2 separate regions of the Mustela erminea genome follow, and region 1 is linked to region 2. A link is a contact called in public Hi-C data. All regions are on one chromosome and are shown on one strand. Each heading gives the region's core, a stretch centred on a gene start, on an enhancer-like site or on the middle of the called end of the contact. The rest is flanking DNA. Distances are from core to core; before and after follow the strand shown.

Evidence for each region. A called contact is a pair of places that touch in the nucleus more often than the background predicts.
Region 1: a Hi-C map of fibroblasts shows a contact between it and region 2, with 3 times the contacts expected there. The contact joins the enhancer-like site here to the promoter of KCTD12 in region 2. A contact is called at or near these places in 2 of 3 Hi-C or Micro-C datasets (fibroblasts and spleen).

What each region holds. Positions count from the first base shown.
Region 1 is chr15:30,802,598-30,808,551 of mMusErm1.Pri, reverse strand. LOC116573981 (a long non-coding RNA gene) reads right to left here. Exons shown (of 4, transcript XR_004279088.1): 4 at 2,307-4,389. Among named protein-coding and RNA genes, the nearest start is that of KCTD12, 70 kb to the right of the region's middle. Within about 2 kb of position 4,476, the one cell type or tissue checked has open chromatin away from gene starts, as enhancers often do. A contact at or near this core is called in fibroblasts, where this site is marked.
Region 2 is chr15:30,734,103-30,740,930 of mMusErm1.Pri, reverse strand. It overlaps KCTD12 (BTB/POZ domain-containing protein KCTD12), which reads right to left and starts at 5,175. Exons shown (of 1, transcript XM_032314458.1): 1 at 1-5,175. The coding sequence starts at 4,761. The coding sequence ends at 3,778. It overlaps LOC116573981 (a long non-coding RNA gene), which reads right to left and starts at 5,812. Exons shown (of 4, transcript XR_004279088.1): 1 at 5,620-5,812.

The sequences.
Region 1 (5,954 bases), core at 3,227-5,726, 68 kb before region 2:
GGTGCCCACCATGGACGCTGTGTGCTTTCCCACGCTGGTTTTCGCTAGAGCATTTCATTGGGCAATTATGCTTTTGAAAACACTGCAGATGATGTAAGAGAGTCTTCCCTACTGATGGCAAAACTTTGCTAAGCAACTGGCGTCTGATATTATGCAAAGGAAACAGGGCAAGCTATAGAGTCAGACTGGGTTTGCTCTCCTTTCCACAGTATTCTGCCCAGGTGATTAATACCACTCCCTTTATCTTTCTGAGCCTACACCCTTCTCATAACTGGGACAACTAATTAGCCCAATTAATTATTAAGATACAGTTGTAAAGAGTAAGGCTTAAGGAGTAGAATCAAGTAGAATCACTGTATTAAGTGCCAGGTATGCAGAAGCTATTAATGTCATTATTATTTATATTTACTTGTATTTGCTCGATTGTGCCCTTTAAGTACAGGAACAATATCTGATTCATCCTTTTAACTTCAGCATTAAACATGAGTTCCCAGAAGACATGGACTATGTCAAATTTATCTCTGCATCCCTCACCCAGAACTGTGATGGTTACTTCATGCAGGGAAACTATCCTTAGTATTAATATTTTTACTTACTAACTCTCACCTCCAAAGCAAGGATGGTGTCCGTTAAATCTTTCTCTGGAATCTAGAAAGGTGGCCTATATATACTAGGCCCTCAGCAATAGTAATTAGTAAACTAATTTCTCAAAAATATATAAATTAAATCAATAAACCAGTTTCTCTCTGGTAGGTAGTTGATGTGATTCTGGTCATGGGGACTGGTGGGAGGCAGGGGTCACTAGAGAGCAGGTGAGTCTGTGAGGCGATCTGGATTCCAAATCAATAGCTGCCTGGAGTTCCCAGACCCCCTACACCACATATGGGGCATTGCTCCTCACAACCACCAGAACATTCTTTGGAGATGGCGCGTTCTCTAGTTCCCACTGTGTTGTTAAAAGTACACAATATAGCCTAACCAGCTACCTCAAAAAGTTGTCATGAAATTCATCTAGTGCAAAAAAGTTGATAGAATGCAAGTTTTTCTGGGAAATGGACTGGTACTGCTATATCACCAGTTTACTTTATGTCACAAAATAATTATCATCTTTCCCTAATTTCCAGAGTCATAAATAGAAACAGTGCCTCTAATTTTGATGTTGTCATTTAAAAAGTGAAAACAGTACTAAAAAAAAAGTCGATGTGAAATGATATACACATATGGAGAGATGCTGTTACACATATGGAGAGATGCTGTTACCGTTATGGTTGTTCTTACAAAAGTCCCCTCCAGTCTTCTTTGTCGTCAGTACCTTGGGTTCGTCCTTTCCCTTCATCTGGTGGGAGATGCTGTGTCCCATTCTTCCCCTGGGTAAGGTACGGCCATGTCTTACTTTAAAACATTATTATTAAGACAAATACTCTTCTACTGTATGTTACATCAAGACAAATATCTTACCTAAAGACAAATATTTTTATTATTAAATTGTCCATTTCTTGGAAACACCCCCAGAAATGACTCATTTCTTCGAAAAGGTCATAAAGCACTCCACTTTGTCCAAGACATAGCTGAATCGCACGCCAGTGACTACCTGGTGATAAGTCACATTTCAGTTTCTTAACAGTGTTTCAACCATGAGGAGACTCATAAACTGCTTTTGAAATGAAAAACGGGAATTGGGAGGAGAAGGCGGGGCAAGAGCTTAAATGAGAAAAATAGGTTGAAATTAAACTTGGACGTAGCTGGAGGAAATGTAGTTCAATTACACCGTATATAAATAATTGCCCTGGTTACACACCTAAAGAAGTTTGAAAGAAGGTGCAGGTCACGTTAGAAGTGTCACCAGGAGGGTCTGTCCAGCTGAAGGCCAAAGGACCCTCAAAGTGACATTTACTTTGGGGCTCCCTCCCTCGGACAAGGCCAGTCGTCCCCTTTAAAGATCTGCTATTCCGTCTTGTCAGCACACGCAACGAATTCAGCTCTTGAGGACGGAAGTTCACAGGAGATAGAGGGAGAAACAAGAAAGGCAACATATTCACTTACACTGAGCCTTGCGGCTTTCAGGACCCTCGTGCGTGTCTCATCAGGCCAGCCCGGAAATACAGCCTAAAGGTGGTTCGCTTGGTGTGCCCCGCCGAAGAGCGGGCTGTAGGATTCTGATGACAGCCTTTCCGTCCGTCCCTTTCCAGCACAGAACACACCTGCCTCTAGGAGTCAGTGCGTCAAGCTGGGGGAAATGGGCGCCTTTTGCCTTCCTACTGTGCCACCCTTGGCCTCTCTTGTCCCTTGGTCTCCTGCCTCCCACCGCCACCCCCCCCCCAACTGGATGGCACAGTCTTTCTCATTCTTCATCATATCGATCGGGTCAAGCAAGGGTCTCAAGCTTCCTGTTGACAGCATGTGAAATGCTTTCTGTCTCAGGTGACTCTTGCCACCGTTTGATCTCCACGACCATGCGATACAGTTATTCAAGTTGTCAGCTCTCTTTATAAGAGGTCCTGTTGCTTTTGCCCAGAGCAGAATATATATGTTAGGCCTGGTTTTTGAGGCAGATGTTACTTGTTTGATGGTGTCATCTGTAAGTCCTTAGGTTTCAAATTCCATTGGAGGACAGATATCCTTATTATTAAATTGACTTCAGAAGCACAGATTTCTTGCCAAAGGAAGTCTGGAGGAGGAGACATTGTAACTAAAAGAACAACTGGTACCTGCGACACAAGAACGTTGCTGAAATAACAATGGACTAGAATTCGGAGTACCTGGGTTCTCAACCTCCCCCTCACCCTCTGATGGCCAGAAGGAGGCCAGCATCCACGACCTCCCACCAGGAACCAGATCAGCCAGCAGCAGCATCTCAGATTCCCGGCCTCCAAAACTATGAGAGATAAACATTTGTTGTTTAAGCTACATAGTCCATGATATTTTGTTTTAGCTCTGTAAGACACCCAAAGCCCTACAGTTAGGACCAGGTCCAAACCCTTTGCTAAAAGAAGTGGCACAAATGGCTGAAGAAATCGCCCCCAGGGCAGCCTACTAAATGCCAACAGTCCCAGATCTTGGGTTCCGCTACTCGGAGGGCAGAATTAGAAATTAATTTGTGTCAGTGCCAGTCCTACTCCCAAAAACGTAGCCAATGACCTAGATGGTCTAATTCAGAGGACGGACACTCCAAAGGCCACCTTCGGCAATAGTATCTCCCTGGCCTGGGAGCCAACAAGCTGGGCACGTGCCCAGGCACCATTCACAAGTCCATTCCTCTGGAATCAGCTCTGTTTCTTCCTGGGGCTCTCTGTCAAACTGCATATCGCACTGAGCTGGGAGGCAGAAGCTCAATGCTCCAAGCCGGCCCACCAGATGTAGCTGCCAAGCAAGAGAGAGCCCCAGAGGCCTGGAGAAAGAACGGCCGGGGACCGGAGGGAGGGAACTGGTGAGAGGGAGGAAGCAGATGGGGCCACCACCAACTTCTCCCGGCGCTGGCCCGACTCCACAGTAGAGAGGTCTGCTCCTGGCTTGAGTCAGGGAGCTAAAGCCATTATTTCTAGCTTACAGCCTGCCCAACCAGGCAGCACCCCTTGCCTGGGAAGGTAACCAGAAGAAACTGGGAGCACAGCACAGTGGGGACACTGCTACAGCAGATGGTGGCCATGTGAGCTGGGGTGGCAGCCTGTTTGGAGGAGATTCTGTTCTGCTTTAACGGCATCTGCTTCAGAGCGAGCCAGAGCCTTCAGATCTGCTGACTCCGCTGCTCCTGGATCCAAGTCGGTCACCGGCTCGGCATCCGGACCCCTCAGCCTTCGGGCAGGCTGCGCGGAGCTCAGGCAGAAGATGGAATTTCCCCTTCCTGCCTCGTTAAAGGAACCATCCAAGTTCACTTCTCCAACAAGAGTAATTTGGGCTGAATTGAGTCTTGAGCAGCGATGAGCCGAGGCATCGAATGGCGCGAGCCTTCCTGTGTCTTAGTAAGAAGCACACTGGAGTCAGAAAGAACTCGCGGCACACATCCTCCCTCCCCGGGGGCGCGTGCAACTCCATCTGCCGCTTCACGTGCGGAGTGCTATGGATGGCAGTCACTTCTAAAAACCGTTAAAAAAAAAAAAAATTCTTTCCAGGCCATACTTTGCATTTTTACCTCCACTGAGCATATCACCAGGCACCAAGCAGAGAATACTACGGGTCACGAAATCTCACTAGCTTTAGATGTTTCTATGTTTGGGGAGTGGGCCATTCTGGAGGTTTCCTCTGGAATACCCAGATAATGGAGGGGTCACACTGATGTTTCTTATAACATCTCTCTTAATACCCCTCCTTAGTTTCCCCAGTGTGGACCCCGCTGTCATTTCAGCTTCTTCAGCTCCATGTCGGGCTTGAGATTTGTAGTTCCAGTGTGGGCTGTGAGGAGAAAAATGTAAGAATGAGATCATAGGTCTTACTAAACCCCACTGCCCCAAAACACAATGAGCCGCTTTTGGCAGCCCGGCCAGTTGGACAGGAAGGCCAGCGGCTGAGGAACAGTGCCAAGCTTTAGCTAAGAGCTCGGTGTTGAAAGGTTTCAGGCAAAAATCCTGAAGCAGAGAAGTGAAATGCTCAGGGAGTAGAGCCCCACAAATCGTGTTTATTGGATCGTCTCTGGCTCCCAGCACCCCAGTCTCCATTTCCACCAGGCAAACAGAAATGAACACAAACTTTGAGCCACCTCACCCTCCCGACCCTCCCCAAGCGACCCAGGCTTGCAGCAGGCTCAGACTTCTCTCACTTCCCTTCTAAACACAAGCCCTCAGCACCCTCCACTCCACCCAGAAGGTAGGTGGCAAAGAGCCAGGCTCTGGCGCAGACAGAGCAGCAGAGACACGAGAAACAGAGCGCTGGGCATGTGGGCCACTGCGGGGCGGGCAGAAGGGAAGGTGGTGTTGCAGGGAAGGTTCTGCAAGCCCTTGAAGTTTAAGGCCCCAGGAATTGCAACTTGGAAGGACCTCTGTCTGCTTTGGTCATTTACTGCTAGAAGCCCTAGCTCAGAGTGAGTCGTGGGAACCCAAGATTACACAGAACTCAAACTCAGGTCTCCTGGGCCCTCTCTGCCCACTACTCCTCACAGTTCTCTTGTGTGCCGGGTAAGAAGAAAAAGGAAGAGGATCACGGAGCAGGAACATCTGAGAACCTCTAGCTCCAGGGTCTTCGGAATCAGAAATTGTGCGCTTTTCATCTGTTCTACTCCGAAGACATGTCCTCATCTCCTCGTGCCCAGTTGGAATGGAGTGGGGCCAGGACAGAGCTCAGCCCATGTCTGGACCCCAGGGTCTCCTTCTTGCAGCCTGGACAGCCTTGCAGCTACAGAGGAAACATGTGGAAACTTAGAAAAAAGGAAGCTGTGGCTTAGCATTAGCAGGCAGCATACAGAGACACAGGGCTGAGAGCTGAAGCTCACCCGCAGCTTAGATCCCTATGTCACCCACCATCTCCAAAGCCGCTGTCCAGAAAAGCTAGTGTGAAATAAGGTCGATTTCTTTGCCTCTCCTTACAGGGTTTCGAGAGCTTTTAAAAGAAAAAAAAAAAAAGTTTCATCTTCTTTAGATTGTGGATCTTTTTCTTTTTTAAGATTTTATTTATTTATTTGACAGAGATCACAAGTAGACAGAGAGGGAGGCAGAGAAAGGGGGAGGGAAGCAGGCTCCCTGCCGAGCAGAGACCCTGAGATCATGACCTGAGCCAAAGGCAGAGGCTTAACCCACTGAGCCACCCAGGGGCCCCTGTGGATCTTCTTATAGCACAAAAACCTAGAATTTTAACTCAGGGCCATGCCACCTCATAAGAAATGCAGATTCACGGTGAAATCCAATACTCCAGAATTTTTCTTGTGGGTCCTCCGGATGTCGTTATTGCCTTGGTACACAGAATGTACCAAGATAGCAGAGACTGCTCTTTGTGCTACAGGCCAGGGATCTCAGATACATCAGGCA
Region 2 (6,828 bases), core at 3,926-6,425:
TTGCCAGTTGCCCATTTTTGTCTGAGAATTCAGATTGTGCATTTCCTCAGAGAAGCAACAGGCCCCATATATGGATCTGGTTTGAAATGAAGACAATTTTGGCTAGTTTCACAAATTTTCAGTTTGCTATCAATGCCAAAAAAAAAAAAAAAAAGGCCAAAAAAAAAACAAAAAATAATGCCACCACCACTACCACAAAAAAAAAAAAAAAAGGAAAGAAAGAAAGGAAAAAAAAAAAAAAAAAGCAGCAGCAGCACAAGAATAAAAACAGTACAGAAAGGGAAAAAAAAATTTTCCAAAAATTTCCAAGTCTCACACCTCTAAGGAATATTTTCCACAACATACAATCTGAAAAATTAGACTGAATATAGTTCATGGTCTACATGTACTTTAAAAATAGGCAACTTATCCAACTCCTGGTGCAAAAGCACTGGACCAGGTTACCTGTGTCTCTAACCACCACTGCCAACGATCTTTTTTTTTTTTTTAATAAAATTTGTTAAATCTCATGTCACTCACTTGTACTGATGAACCAAACAGTCATTAAAGCCATAACATAGGTAATTGCACGCTATACTGGGTCAGTTTCATGCAGTCATAATTACGTGAAGAATTTATAACATTCTCCCGGGTTATCTGAATGGTGTCTTTGGAGGGCTTACTGGTACGGACCCTTGATATCCCATCCAAGATCAGAGGTGACAAATAACACTCCAGCCCACTTTGTAGATCACAAAGGGTCCTTCTGTGGCCCACAGTACAGGAAAGAGAAGGGACCCAAAAGCACCCATGCTAAGTCACCTAGCCACAGTAATCTAAGCCACCCAGCACAGAATGAGTTTCCCACCCAGCCTTCACGTAGGGCTGAAAGTAGAATATTTGCATTTTTCGACTGCCAACCTTAGAGGAAACAGTCATTCCTAGGAAAAGAAGTCAGTATATGATCTCTGATCATTTAAATTCCCAGTCTTTGACATAATGCAAAGGGAGGGGAACATTGCTGGGCAGCCAGAATGTGAGGGAAAGTAAAATCCATGTGCCCAAAGACGCAGAATAGTTCAACTCAAAGTTTTACGACAGAAAATTCATTAAGACTTGAGTGGCACAAACAAAACTTTAGCACTGTCCCACGACTCCTGGAATTGTGCAGATTTAACAGAGAAAATCAGAATCCGAGTCTTGCCACCTCTCAGTGGCTTTGAACTGTCCTAAGATGTTCTCACATATTTGTTGTTTGCCAAACAATCTAACAGAACACCACATAGGGTAGAGAAATCTGTGATGCTCTTTTGTCCAGAAAGTGACTTTGCTAAATCATTTCAGGCTTGAAACAGAGATAAGCTCTGTTGCACTACCTACTCTGAGAACACACCCAACTTATACGCAAACACAACTTCCTGGATTTCTACTTCCATTTCCCTTACAATTATAGTCTTTATATACCAACCTAACTTTACCTTTCTAAAAATGTAAGTCCAATGAAAAGACCTCAAATCTGTTTACCAATTAAAAAAAAAAAAAAAGAATTAGTGGGTTAAAAATAAAAGTACCTTCTTTTTAAGTGGACAGTTAACTGACATATTATTAGTACATAATTAATAGCCAAGGAAAAAAGTATGGAGCAAACTCAGTTTTATAATCACATCTTTTTTCCTAACCCAGTGTCCCCAGAGACAAGGATCTAAGAAACTCATGAAAACATGTTGCTTTAGTATATACACCATCTGATGCACGTTACTGGGAGTAAATATAGGAAATTATTTAGCATTAGTAAATGAATTAAAAAACTAAATGATTCGTGTAAAATGTTTATATATGGTATATACAGGTTGGATCACATGAGTTGTAAGAATAAAACTGTTCCAATTCTTAGTATCTGTTACGGACATAGTAAGATACAGTACAAGATTCATTTTTAAAAAGAAGAAAAAATAGCACTAATTTGAACACTGAAAACGACTCTTACAAAATCTTTAAAAACATACTTCAGAGGAACTGCTGTAACTCATGAAAAAGGAAAGGCTTCTCTGTCATCACAGAATATCCAAAGGAGCCTCACAGCATGAAAAGACAAGGATGCACTTCCCTTCACCTAAAGTGTAGATAGAATATGCAGTGGGGATTTATTCCATGTTAGAGTAAAGGTATAAGGCAACCAGGTCTCCTTCTGTTTCTCTTGCATTTACCTAAAAACACGATTTTATTGCTGAACCCACTTGTAAGCACTTTCTTGCCTTTGTTTACAAACGTTTCATTGTATAGCTATGTACAGATGGGCAGCCCTGGGTGCTTCTGTCTCTCTGCAGCTCTGTCACCCGAAGAGATTCCACCTTAATTTCAAACCATCTGCAGGAAGAAGTGGCATTTTCAGGTTTTCGGGGTTTGCCCAGAAGTCAACATTGGCTGGGCTTGAAGAAAATAAGGATTTTTAAGAAGAGATCTTAAGTTTAAGTAACCAAGACCAAACAGATTTTGCTCGTTAATAGATCTTAAAATCAGGATGTATAATCAACAAGAAAATAAAGTTCAGAAAAACCTAAACTAAAGTTCAAAAACTACTGGGTAACTCTTTGGTTAGGTTATGTAAGTATCAGCAACTTCTAAGTTTAGGACTCAAAACAGTTAGTTCAATAAACTGCCAGATAAGAGTAGATCTGTTACTAATCTTTACAAAATGCTTTGCATGTTTGTGTGTACTATTTTTTTTTAAATGTGCGTGTACTCAAACGGATGGCACAAACTTCCAACTTTCAAATAATAAAGGAATGTGTCTGCTCCCCCCTTCCCACCCCTTCACCCCTCCTTCCTCCCTCCCCATCCCACCCCCCAAGTCTTACAAGCTAAGGTCCTACTGCCATTCACTGCAACAATACGGGCTTTCCTAATACCCACGACGTGCATTATGGCTACCCAGCTCCGGGTACGGTCACAGCCAGGTGGCTTCCCGCAGTGCCGGGTGACCTGGGCTGTCTCGCCCTTGCCGGCGTCAGCACTCTTGCTCCCTCTCGCCGGTAAAGGCAGCCATGTCGACCTGTCGAACTAAGGGAAGCGGGCGCTGGAGCCAAGGAGAAAGGATGCCTCCCCACGCAGGAGGGTAACTTTCTACAAGTTTAAGCCACAGGCGAAGACTTTTCATTGTGCACGGAAAAGATACGATCCTTCATTGTGCCAGCACTAGATTCTTTTCCTACTTCTACCTATTCACGTGTCAAAACTTTATTCATTCCGTAGTCTCTGTCTCCACGGGATCCTAATTCCAGGTCCAGAGTCTTCCATCCAGCTCTCTCAAACTCTACCTTTAAAGAGGGTCACAAAGGCTACGTAATGACCTTTGAAAACACTAACTAGTCCCAGTGTTACCAATTCTGATCACTCGAGCCCCGAAAAGAGTCAAAAGAGCTTGGGATTTCAGGGAATCTTCTACACACTGGACAGAGTCCCATCAGGTTCTGAACAATTCTGCCATTCCCAGATACTTGGTGACTTTGTGGCCACACTGCCTCATTAGATCCAGACTGAAGGACAATCCAGGGGAGGGGTGGTTTGAGTCAGTGGGGCAGAGGAAGCACTGGAGGGGGTACATCGGGGCTCTCTCGGTTAGCGGGGTCCAAAGAAGACGAAGAAGCCGAGAGGATCTGCGGCTGCAGGTTCTCAAGTGGGGCGTAAGTGGGCCTGGCCCAGCTACTAAAGGTGGGAGACAGGGGCATGGAAAGGCGTGGGGTAGGAGCAGGAAGGTGGGGGATGGGAGCGCTGGAGTCGCGAGGGGGTCTGGGGAGCTCACTCCCGGCAGAAGACGTACTCCGTGTAGCTGGTCCAGATCTTGTCCTCGCTCTGGTCGGTGCTGCTGGCGAAGGCGCAGGTGCCCGTGGAACTGCACGCCACCATGTGGAAGCCCGACTCGGACAGCTTGTCGAAGGCCTGCTCCAGGAAGTTGAACTTGAGGTAATAGCGCGAAGTGTAGCGCTCGGGAGGCCGGTCCGGGTCCCGGCTCTCATTCAGGGTGTCGCCGAACACCTCCTTGGCCAGCGACGTCTTGCCGCACACCGTGATGCGTGCCACTCGCCGGAACTTGGCGTCTGCCTGCGCGTCCCGCCCGATGGTGTAGGAGCCGCGGTAGCCGATGGTGATGTAGCCCGAGCGCCGGCTGCCGTCCAGCGACTGGGACGGCGTGAGCAGCGGGCCGGCCGCACCCCCGGACGGGCTGCGGCTAGCCAGCTCCAGCGTGGGCGACGGCGCCCCGGCAGACGAGCCCTCCTGCTGCTCGGGCTCCGCGTAGCCGAGCGGCAGCAGCTCGTCGCCCAGCGAGCCCTCCTTCTGCACTCCGCGCCGCGAGTGCGGAGGCGGCGGCCCGGGGCCGGGCTGCTGGGGCGCCCCGAGGCGGCGCACGAGCTCGGGCAGCTCGAAGTACTCGGCCTCGCGCTGCAGCCGGCTGCGCTCGGGGAAATAGTCGGGCAGCACGAGCTGCAAGTCCCGCAGGTAATCCAGGATGTAGCGGAAGAGGAAGCCGTCTCGGTCAAGAAAGAAGCGGCCTTTGCTGTCCCGGGCCAGCTCCTGCGGCTGCTGCTGCGTGAACATGCGCCAGAGCAGCGAGTCGGGCACCGACACCACGGTGCAGCGCCGGGTCACATACACCTGGCCCCCCACGTTCAGCTCCACGATATCGGGGAAGAGCGGCGGCTCCGCCGAGGAGGACGAGGAGCCGCTGCCGCCCCCGCCGCCGCCCCCGTTGGGTAATCCACGTGTGCTGTCCGCTAGAGCCATGGCAAAGAGGGGGCCGGTCCGGGGTGATGGCAGGGAGCGGGGCCGCGCACCGAAGCCGCCGCCGCCTTTGCCGGACTCTGGCTCAGCCCTGCGCTCCGGCCGCCACCGCCGCCGCAGCCGCCGGGAGCCGCGCAGAGCCCAGCGGTGCAAGCGCGCTGCTGTGCGCCCCCGAGGACCGCGGTGCGCTCGGCCCGCCTCACCCGCGCGCTCCAGGCGAGTGCCGGGTCTCGGCCGGCGCGCGGCTTAAGTAGAGCCGCCCGCTCCGGCGCCGCGGCGCGCAGGAGGCGTGGGCGGCGGTGGAGCGGCGGAGCCTTGCTCCCCCGGGCGGGAGGGGGCGCCGGCGGAGCCAGGAATCGATTTGCATCCTAAACGCTGACGCCGCGCCCGGCTGCTGGCTCCACCCCGGCTCGCGCGCGTCGGGGACGACCCGACTCCCCCGCCGCCCCACCTCCACCTCGCCGGGCCCGCGCTCCAGCCCTTCGCGCTCCCGCCCAACTTTGTTCCCCTGCAAAACGGATGGAGCTTGGGACCGGCCGCTCCGGAGGACCAGCTTCCTTCGGAGGGGCAGTCGCGGCGCCCTCTGCCCTCCTAACCCCGCCTGGGAGGAGGACGTGAACTTTCCGGCTCCCCCCGCCCGGGCAGTCCCAGTGCGTGGCCGCCCCGGCCCGGCCGCCTCCGGAACTGGCCACTTTAAACCTCGGAGCTGTGGCGCTGCCCTAGTCGGATGTTGTGTTCCCGAAAGTTCTCAAGAGAGGCCAGAAAGCTGGAGGGACGAAGGGGCCGCCCCAGGCCCGAGGCAGCCAGATACTACGGGCGTTAACGAGTAGTCTCGGAAAAGCCGAGGAACAGAAAACTAACCTCGCGCTCCAGCCGTCGAACTCTCTCCGACAGTTTCTTCCATGGGTGAGGAGGCAAACTCTGGCTGAGAGACCTCAAGGTGGGAGGAAATGAGCTGCTGTGGCTCCCGGAGAAGTCGGGTGCGCTGCAGGAGTGACTTGGTGGCGCGTTGCCGAGGGCGGAGGTCGCGGCCTTCTCCCGTGGCGCCTTCGAGGCCAGGCTGCCGGCGTGTGGTGAGGCCGAAGGAACCACTGAGCCTCCCGGTCCCCTTCAGCCTTCGCTGAATCTCGCGGTAAAATAAGCAGGTTTTGCAGATCTAACGTCATTTGGGAAAACCACCTTTCCGCCCCTGCGTGTTTCTCCTCTCAAAGGGCACATGCACCGCCGTCCTTCCAGGCGGTCCTCTGAAGGTTGCCTCTAAGTCTCAGGGCCTCTGGACTTGTGGAGGCCCCTCTGGGATCCTGGTGCCCTGAATCCTCCCTCCCCGCATTCACCCGGCGCGCTGCAGCCCAGAGGACTCCTTCTGCCGCACCTCGCCAACCCTTCCCTGGCTTCGCAAGGCCGAGCAGCCCGCTGGATTGCTCCATCCACGTGCCAGCCCAGCCAGGCCCAACACATTCAGAAATTTCATGTTGGTGATGATCTGATCCTGACTTCGGAAAATAAGAGCGCTACTGAGCACTGAAGAACGAGAACAGAAGAGAGGGCGGAGGGAGGATCTTAAGAAATCCCCATGTCCATGAATAGTTCTGCACCGCTCTTTGCCAAGGCCCTATAGCGAAGAATGCAAGGTTGACATAAGATCCAAAGTGCTTTCCGCGCAGCCCAGCAGGCAAAGGGTCAGAAGTCCGAGCGGTTGTCAGATCAGTTTGAAGTACATACCGTCAGTCAGGATAAATCAGGGCAGATCTTTGTTCTCCATAATAATGTTTTCCCGTGTTGTAACTACCCAATGAACTTTACAGTCTTCTCACGGATAAGTGTCATTTTTTACTTTGAAATGTTTATGTCTGTTGAACAATTATCTCATTCATGTCAGAGTGCTGAAATAGGATCCAGCCCCAAACTAGCTCACTTAATTGCAAGTACAGATTTTGATACTGAATATATTTGACTGCTCTTTTTTGTTTGTTCTTTCGGATAAATAATAGATGACACAAAAAGTTCCAAGTTCCGAAGCTGAATTTCTAGATGGTTGTGCTACTATTTGGTATATCAGCGTCACAAGAC